2 separate regions of the Mus musculus genome follow, and region 2 is linked to region 1. Evidence: chromatin contacts called from public HiChIP or PLAC-seq data. All regions are on one chromosome and are shown on one strand. The core of a region is the stretch at or near the end of the contact, and the rest is flanking DNA. Distances in the headings are between cores, read along the strand shown. Region 1 holds the start of Rhebl1 (Ras homolog enriched in brain like 1). Region 2 overlaps Fmnl3 (formin-like 3).

Evidence for each region. HiChIP or PLAC-seq counts read pairs in DNA pulled down with a chosen protein or histone mark.
Region 2: an H3K27ac HiChIP or PLAC-seq map of extraembryonic endoderm stem cells shows a contact between it and region 1, with 2.0 times the contacts expected there. The contact joins the enhancer-like site here to the promoter of Rhebl1 in region 1. A contact is called at or near these places in 14 of 39 promoter capture datasets (the 3T3-L1 cell line, 3T3-L1-derived adipocytes, the C10 cell line and 9 more), 3 of 115 datasets of contacts at active chromatin or transcription factors (bone marrow-derived macrophages, extraembryonic endoderm stem cells and pancreatic cancer cells) and 1 of 9 other capture datasets (liver).

The regions. Positions count from the first base shown.
Region 1 is chr15:98,879,922-98,882,871 of GRCm38.p6, reverse strand. It overlaps Rhebl1 (Ras homolog enriched in brain like 1), which reads left to right and starts at 1,458. Exons shown (of 8, transcript NM_026967.4): 1 at 1,458-1,722; 2 at 2,293-2,364. The coding sequence starts at 1,671. It also overlaps a transcript of Dhh not described here.
Region 2 is chr15:99,350,443-99,353,392 of GRCm38.p6, reverse strand. All of the region lies in intron 1 of Fmnl3 (formin-like 3), which reads left to right. Among named protein-coding and RNA genes, the nearest start is that of Gm22951, 16 kb to the left of the region's middle. Within about 2 kb of position 1,367, at least 31 of the 459 cell types and tissues checked have an H3K27ac peak or open chromatin away from gene starts, as enhancers often do. A contact at or near this core is called in extraembryonic endoderm stem cells, where this site is marked.

The sequences.
Region 1 (2,950 bases), core at 209-2,708:
AGAGCCAGGCATGGTGGCGCAAGCCTTTAATTCCAGCACTCGGGAGGCAGAAGCAGAGTTCGAGGCCAGCCTGGTCTACAGAGTGAGTTCCAGGACAGCCAGGGCTACACAGAGAAACCCTGTCTTGGAAAAAACAAAAAACAAAAACCAAACAAACCAGAGTGAAGCAGAGCCTTAGGAACACCGGCCACCAGCGGCCAACTTCCTAGGTTCTACCTCAACGGGATGAACCCGCTGGTTAATTTGAAGCTGTCCATGACATACATACTTGTCTCCCTAAGGTTTTGTGCATATGTGTGTGTGTGCATGTGTGTGTGTGTGTTCTGGGGACTGCAAACAAGGCTGGCCTCATGCAGCTCCAAACTCTGAATAAATTTAAATGCCAGGAAAACAGATGCCATGTTTATCTCTTTTAGCAAGCCTGCAACAGTGTCTTGTCCAGAGCATGCGGAACATGGGCAACAGCCTTTTTTCTTTTTTTAGAACAAGGTCTTTTGGGCTCAAACTCACTACATAGCTGAGGCCGTAATGAGTTTGAACTCCTCCTGACCTTCTTGTCTTCACCTCTTAAATCCTTCGATTATAGACGTATGCTTTTCTTTTCCTTTTTCCCTTTTTCTGGACAAGGTCTTGGGTGGCTTGATCTTGTATAGCCCAGGCCAGTCTCAAACTCAGCATCCTCCTGCCTCAGTCAGTATTTGTTGAATAAATGAGTGTCCTGGGTATGATAAGGAAACCTAAGACTGCATACACACTGAAATAATTTCCCAAACAACAAGAACTCCAGTTCTGTGAAATCAGAGGCCTAGAACCCACCCCCACTCCTGAGAACAGGTTTCTCTGTGTAGCCCTGGCTGTCCTGAAAATCACTCTGTCAATAAGGCTGGCCTCAAACTCTGAGACATGCCCTTCTCTGCCTCTCGAGTGCTGGGATTAAATCCGTGCTTCAAGGGCCTAGAATCTTTTCAACAAAACCTCCAGCCCAAAGCCACGTGTAGTGGTGCACCCCTTTGATCCAGTACTGGGGAGGAGGAGGCAAGTGGATCCCAGTGAGTTTGAAGCCAGCAAGATCTATAGAGAGAGCTGTAGGCCAGTCAGGTTACACCAGTAAGACCCTGTCTCAAAAGCAAACACTCCAGCCGAACCACAACAGATATTTTCCTTTTCGTTTTGTATTTTCACAACAGGTGTTTTCCATCTGAGAGTCCCAGCTTCTTTGGCTAGGCAGCAAGTACCTCTAGGACCCCGGGTTCCTTTCTCTTTCTTTATGAATGAACAGGCTCAGGTCTACGCATGTGCAGCTCCCAAAGATCCCGCTCCACGTGAGGCCCGCCCTTCCCTCCTGTGGGTGACTCCGCCCTCCTCTATTCTAATAGACCAATGGGGAGCAGCATGTGGGGCGGAGCCGGGAGCCGCCCGGCTAGGTATCCCGCTCGTCTTGTCCCCTCCCCTGCCCCCCCCCCCTCGCCCAGCTCCCTTGCGTACAGCCGCTGTGTTGTGATCACGTGGGCTGCCCCGGGCGCGCGGCTTGTTTTGGTTTTCCTTGGCTTGCCGGGCGTAGCTTCAGCGAGCTACTCTTCTTCCCAGAGTCCACCTCGGCCTGCACCTCGGCTGATCTTCGGGTTCCCTCGGCCCGCACTCCTACGAGCCCCGCGGGGCGGCGTCCTGTCATGCCGCTGGTGCGCTACAGGAAGGTGGCCATCCTAGGGTACCGCTCCGTAGGTAAGTCCCCGCCCTCCCGAGAGCACGGTTGCTTTGTGGCCAGAAGAGGCGCGCTGTCGCGGAGATGTGACACGAGGACCCAATGTGGCCTGGGAAGAAGTCGGTTTTGCTGCCAGGAGATGGAAGGGTGGAGGGATGCTGGAAGAGGAGCGCGCAAGGGTTAAAGTGTACCGGGCTGTGGTTGCACCAGTCGTCCCCGCGTTGCTCTCTCTGGGAGCGGGGGTGGGATCAGTATTTGAAGGTGTGGTGGAGATCTCTGCCGGCTAGACACTTGCAAGTGTCCTTGGCCTGGTGCACTAGATCCCGGGGAATCTTTTTCAAAGGGTGAGATGGGGTGGGGCAGGAAAGGGCTTCCTGAAGCGTCACTGAATGCATCGAATCACCAAAACGTCGCGGAAATCTACTTGTTAGGATGATGGTAATAAAAGACAAAGGGTAAGCATTGCTTGGGAGCTCCCACAATCTGGGATGCTGATGTGAGGTGCCCTTTGGTCCTGGCCACAGTCCGAAAGGACAAAAGGTGTAAATATGGATGGATGACTATATTACAACAATCTTTGGTCCTTAAAGGGAAGACATCTTTGGCACATCAATTTGTGGAAGGCGAGTTCCTGGAAGGCTACGATCCTACAGTGGAGAATAGTAAGTAGTTGCATCCCCCCCCCAACACCCCCCACCACTTTGTTTTTTGTTTTGAGACAAGGTTTCTTTGTGTATCCTTGGCTGCTAGAACTAGCTTTGTAGACCAGATTGGCTTCGAATTCAGAGATCCTCCTGCCTCTGCCTCTGGAATACTAGGATTAAAGGCGTGCGCCACTACCACCTGGCATGAGTAATTTTCTTTAGTGTGAAGGGGATGGAACCTAGATAGACTGGGTGCCCTCTCAAACTCCATAATTTGAGATTTCTTTGTTGCAAAGAGGATGGTTTGTTTATAGGGTCCACTAATCAGCTCTGGGAGTCCCATTCTAGTGTCTAGAGCGTGGCGTTTGTGCCGTTCTAGACCAGGATAGTATAGATCAAGAGGTTCTCAGTCTCTGAGTTGAGACCCCATTTGCAACCCTGTACCTCCAAAAATATGTACATTGCGGTTCACGACGATAGCGAAATCATAGCTATGAAGTAGCAACAAAAATAATTTTATGGTTGAGGATCAAGCATTAGGAAGGTTGAGAACCACAGGTGTGGCTGAAGACAGTAAGTCAGTGTGTCACTCCTGGGGTCAGGA
Region 2 (2,950 bases), core at 118-2,617, 470 kb before region 1:
TAGGTGAGGTTTTGGTGAACATCGGCTGGAAACATGCATAGCACCAGGGGAACATCACCTGCAGGAGGAAATCTCTGTTGGCCGATGGGCTAATAGGATTTGGACAGAGTCTGGGACAGAGAAAGCACTCCAGAGAGAGGACAGCATGGGCCTAGACATGGAGGGGACAGAGCTTGATGTGCGCCGAGATCTGTCCAGGGCAGCTCACTGCTGTTGTGTAGTGCAGGCTGGAGCAGTGGGGGATGAAGCCTTGGATGTTACATGGAAGGAACTGTACCTAATGCTTTTTCCAAGGGAGTGTCACAAGCAGATTGTGGGTTGTGTGTAGGTCAGTCCCGTGAGTCCCATGGGACGAAGTCAGCAACGAGAGGAGGAGTTGAGTACTATATGATGATGGTGGAGGCACAGTGGGACTTAGAGGGCCTATTAAGTCTGACACTGGGAGCATGGAGACGAGACCATGAAACTCAGGATGTCTCCTGAGGTTTCTAGCTTGCTTGGTCAGTTAAGTGAAAGTTCCTTCAGCTGACAGAACACAGAACAACCTGAGAATGGTAAGTGGTGAGGCCTGTCTGAGACATGAAGGCTCAGAACCAGATGTGGGAATAACATCTACTGGGAAGCTGGAGATTTACCAGTGGAGCTCAAAAGAGATACTTGGGGCAGAACTATATATTTAAGGGTTACTAGTGTACTGGTCAAGTAAAACCTGGTCAGTTTATATTCCCACAGCCCAGCCCTTCGGGAACTGGGAGGGAAACTCAGAGGACTTAGTGTCCCAGGGAGCAAAGCGGACATGAGAAGAGTAGAGGCTGAGGAGAATGATTGACAGGTTTACAGACCACAGGTGGAACTGGAGGAAGTCAGGGACAGCTGGGAAAGTGAGGGATTTGAGGTATACCAGGAATGCTGGAAATCTGGTGACATCTTCCCCTAATCTCTAAGATAACCACACTGTGACCTGACAAGTTGAGTGGAATCCCAGATTTCCCGGCTGTTCTGATAGTGTGGCAGCTTAGTCATTGCTTCTGTCCTGCCCGTCTGGTAAACCCCTGATAGATGGTATGTGTAAAGCCGCTCTCCCCTGCAGAGTGGTTGGCTTGCAGGAGATAATGGACCCCTCCTGCACTAGCTGTTGGGCTACATCATATTCCTATTTTGCAGATGGGAAAACAGGCACAGAAAGCTGACAACTTTCCTAGTATCTCATGACAAATATTTTAAAACAAATGACCCAGATTCATAATCCTAGTCAAAGTCTCCTGACCAAGATTCAAACCTGCGTCATCTCTTGCTCCCAAAGCCTGAGCTGTTCTTTGTTTTGTTTTCAGGCAAGGTCTCACAGCCAGATCCTGACTCACAGAGATCTGCTTGCCTCTGCCTCCTAAGGGCTAGGACTAGAGGTGTGTGCCAGCGTGCTTCGCACAGCGTGTGCTGTGTAAAGTTTGAAATGTTCCTTGGCTGTTAGAGCATGCTGTGTCTCAGAGGACAGTTCCTTTCTCTTGTTCTGCATAGTGACTCTTACTGAGAAACGTTGATGGTGTCTTTGCACTGCCTTGCTCAGCTGGTTTTACTCGGTCTTGCTAGGCAAGGAAGCATGGTTTAGAGATCAAAGCTGTCAGACAAATCAGGACCTTCCTGAATTAGAAATGGAGTTCCCCGTGCTCCATCAAAGCTCATGGCAGGACATGGTAGAAGACCCTGGCTGCTGGAAACCACCTGTCTGGGCTTAAATTTGGGTTCTAGTACTTTCCTTTTTTTTTTTTTTTTTTTTTTTACCCCTCCAAGTTTTTTTCTTTTTGGGGGTGGTAGTGATGGTGGTGGTGATGGCAGTGATTCAACACAGGGTTTCTCTGTGTAGCCCTGGCTGTCCTGGAGCTCTCTGTAGACCAGGCTGGCCTCCAGTTTACAGAGATCCACCTGCCTCTGCCTCCATCTCCTCAGTGCTGGAATTAAAGGCACGCAGCACCACGCCCGCTGGTTTTATGACTTCATATGTGACTTTGAGCGAGTTGGTCTCCAGTTCTTACTGGGTTACAGGTGAAGGAGCATTTGCTGCAGTGGTTGTTGAGGGCGGTCACGGAGATAGTCTGAGACAAGTGCTAGTTATGAAATGCTTGGTTCTACATCCCTTCTAACCTCTGACCCTGACTAAACATGCCACCTAGGGTGCCTCACACTTCCATGAGGTCTCACTGGGTAGTCCTGCTTGGCCAGGAGCTTGCTATATAGACCAGGCCTCACGCTTAACAGATCTACCTGCCTCTGCCTCCCTAGTGCTAGGATTAGAGATATATGTCACCACATGTAGCCAAAAGCTACTCAGGGTTTCCTTATTTAATTTTTAAAAATGTCACATTTACACTTAAAATTTTTATTTATGTGGGTGTTTATGTGTCTGTGGACTGTGTGCTTGCCTGATACCTGCAGAGGCCAGATGAGGGCATCAGATTGTCTGAAACTGGAGTTTGGGTGCTGGGAGTTGAACCTGTGTCCTTTGGCAGAGCAGTCAGTGCTCTTAACCACTGAGCCCTCTCTGTAGCCCCCATCCCCCAGGGTCTCTCTAGATTATAGGGAACACACACACACACACACACTCTCTCCCCCCCCTTTAAAAAGATTTATTTATTTATTTGTTTATTTATTTTGAGTACACTGTAGCTGTCTTCAGACACACCAGAAGAGTACATTGGATCCCATTGCAGATGGTTGTGAGCCACCATGTGGTTGCTGGGAAATGAACTCAGAACCTCTGGAAGAGAAGTCAGTGCTCTTAACCGCTGAGCCATCTCTCTAGCCCAGGGAAGGAACTCTTATTAGGCCAAATACAGGGAGGTATTCTTTTCTAGTTGGATAGTCCAGTGAAATTCAAAAACACTGGAACAATTGACATAAGGTGAGATGTGGGTGGCTGTGACCTCTGTTAAGCTGTGGCCTTGAAGGCACGAGG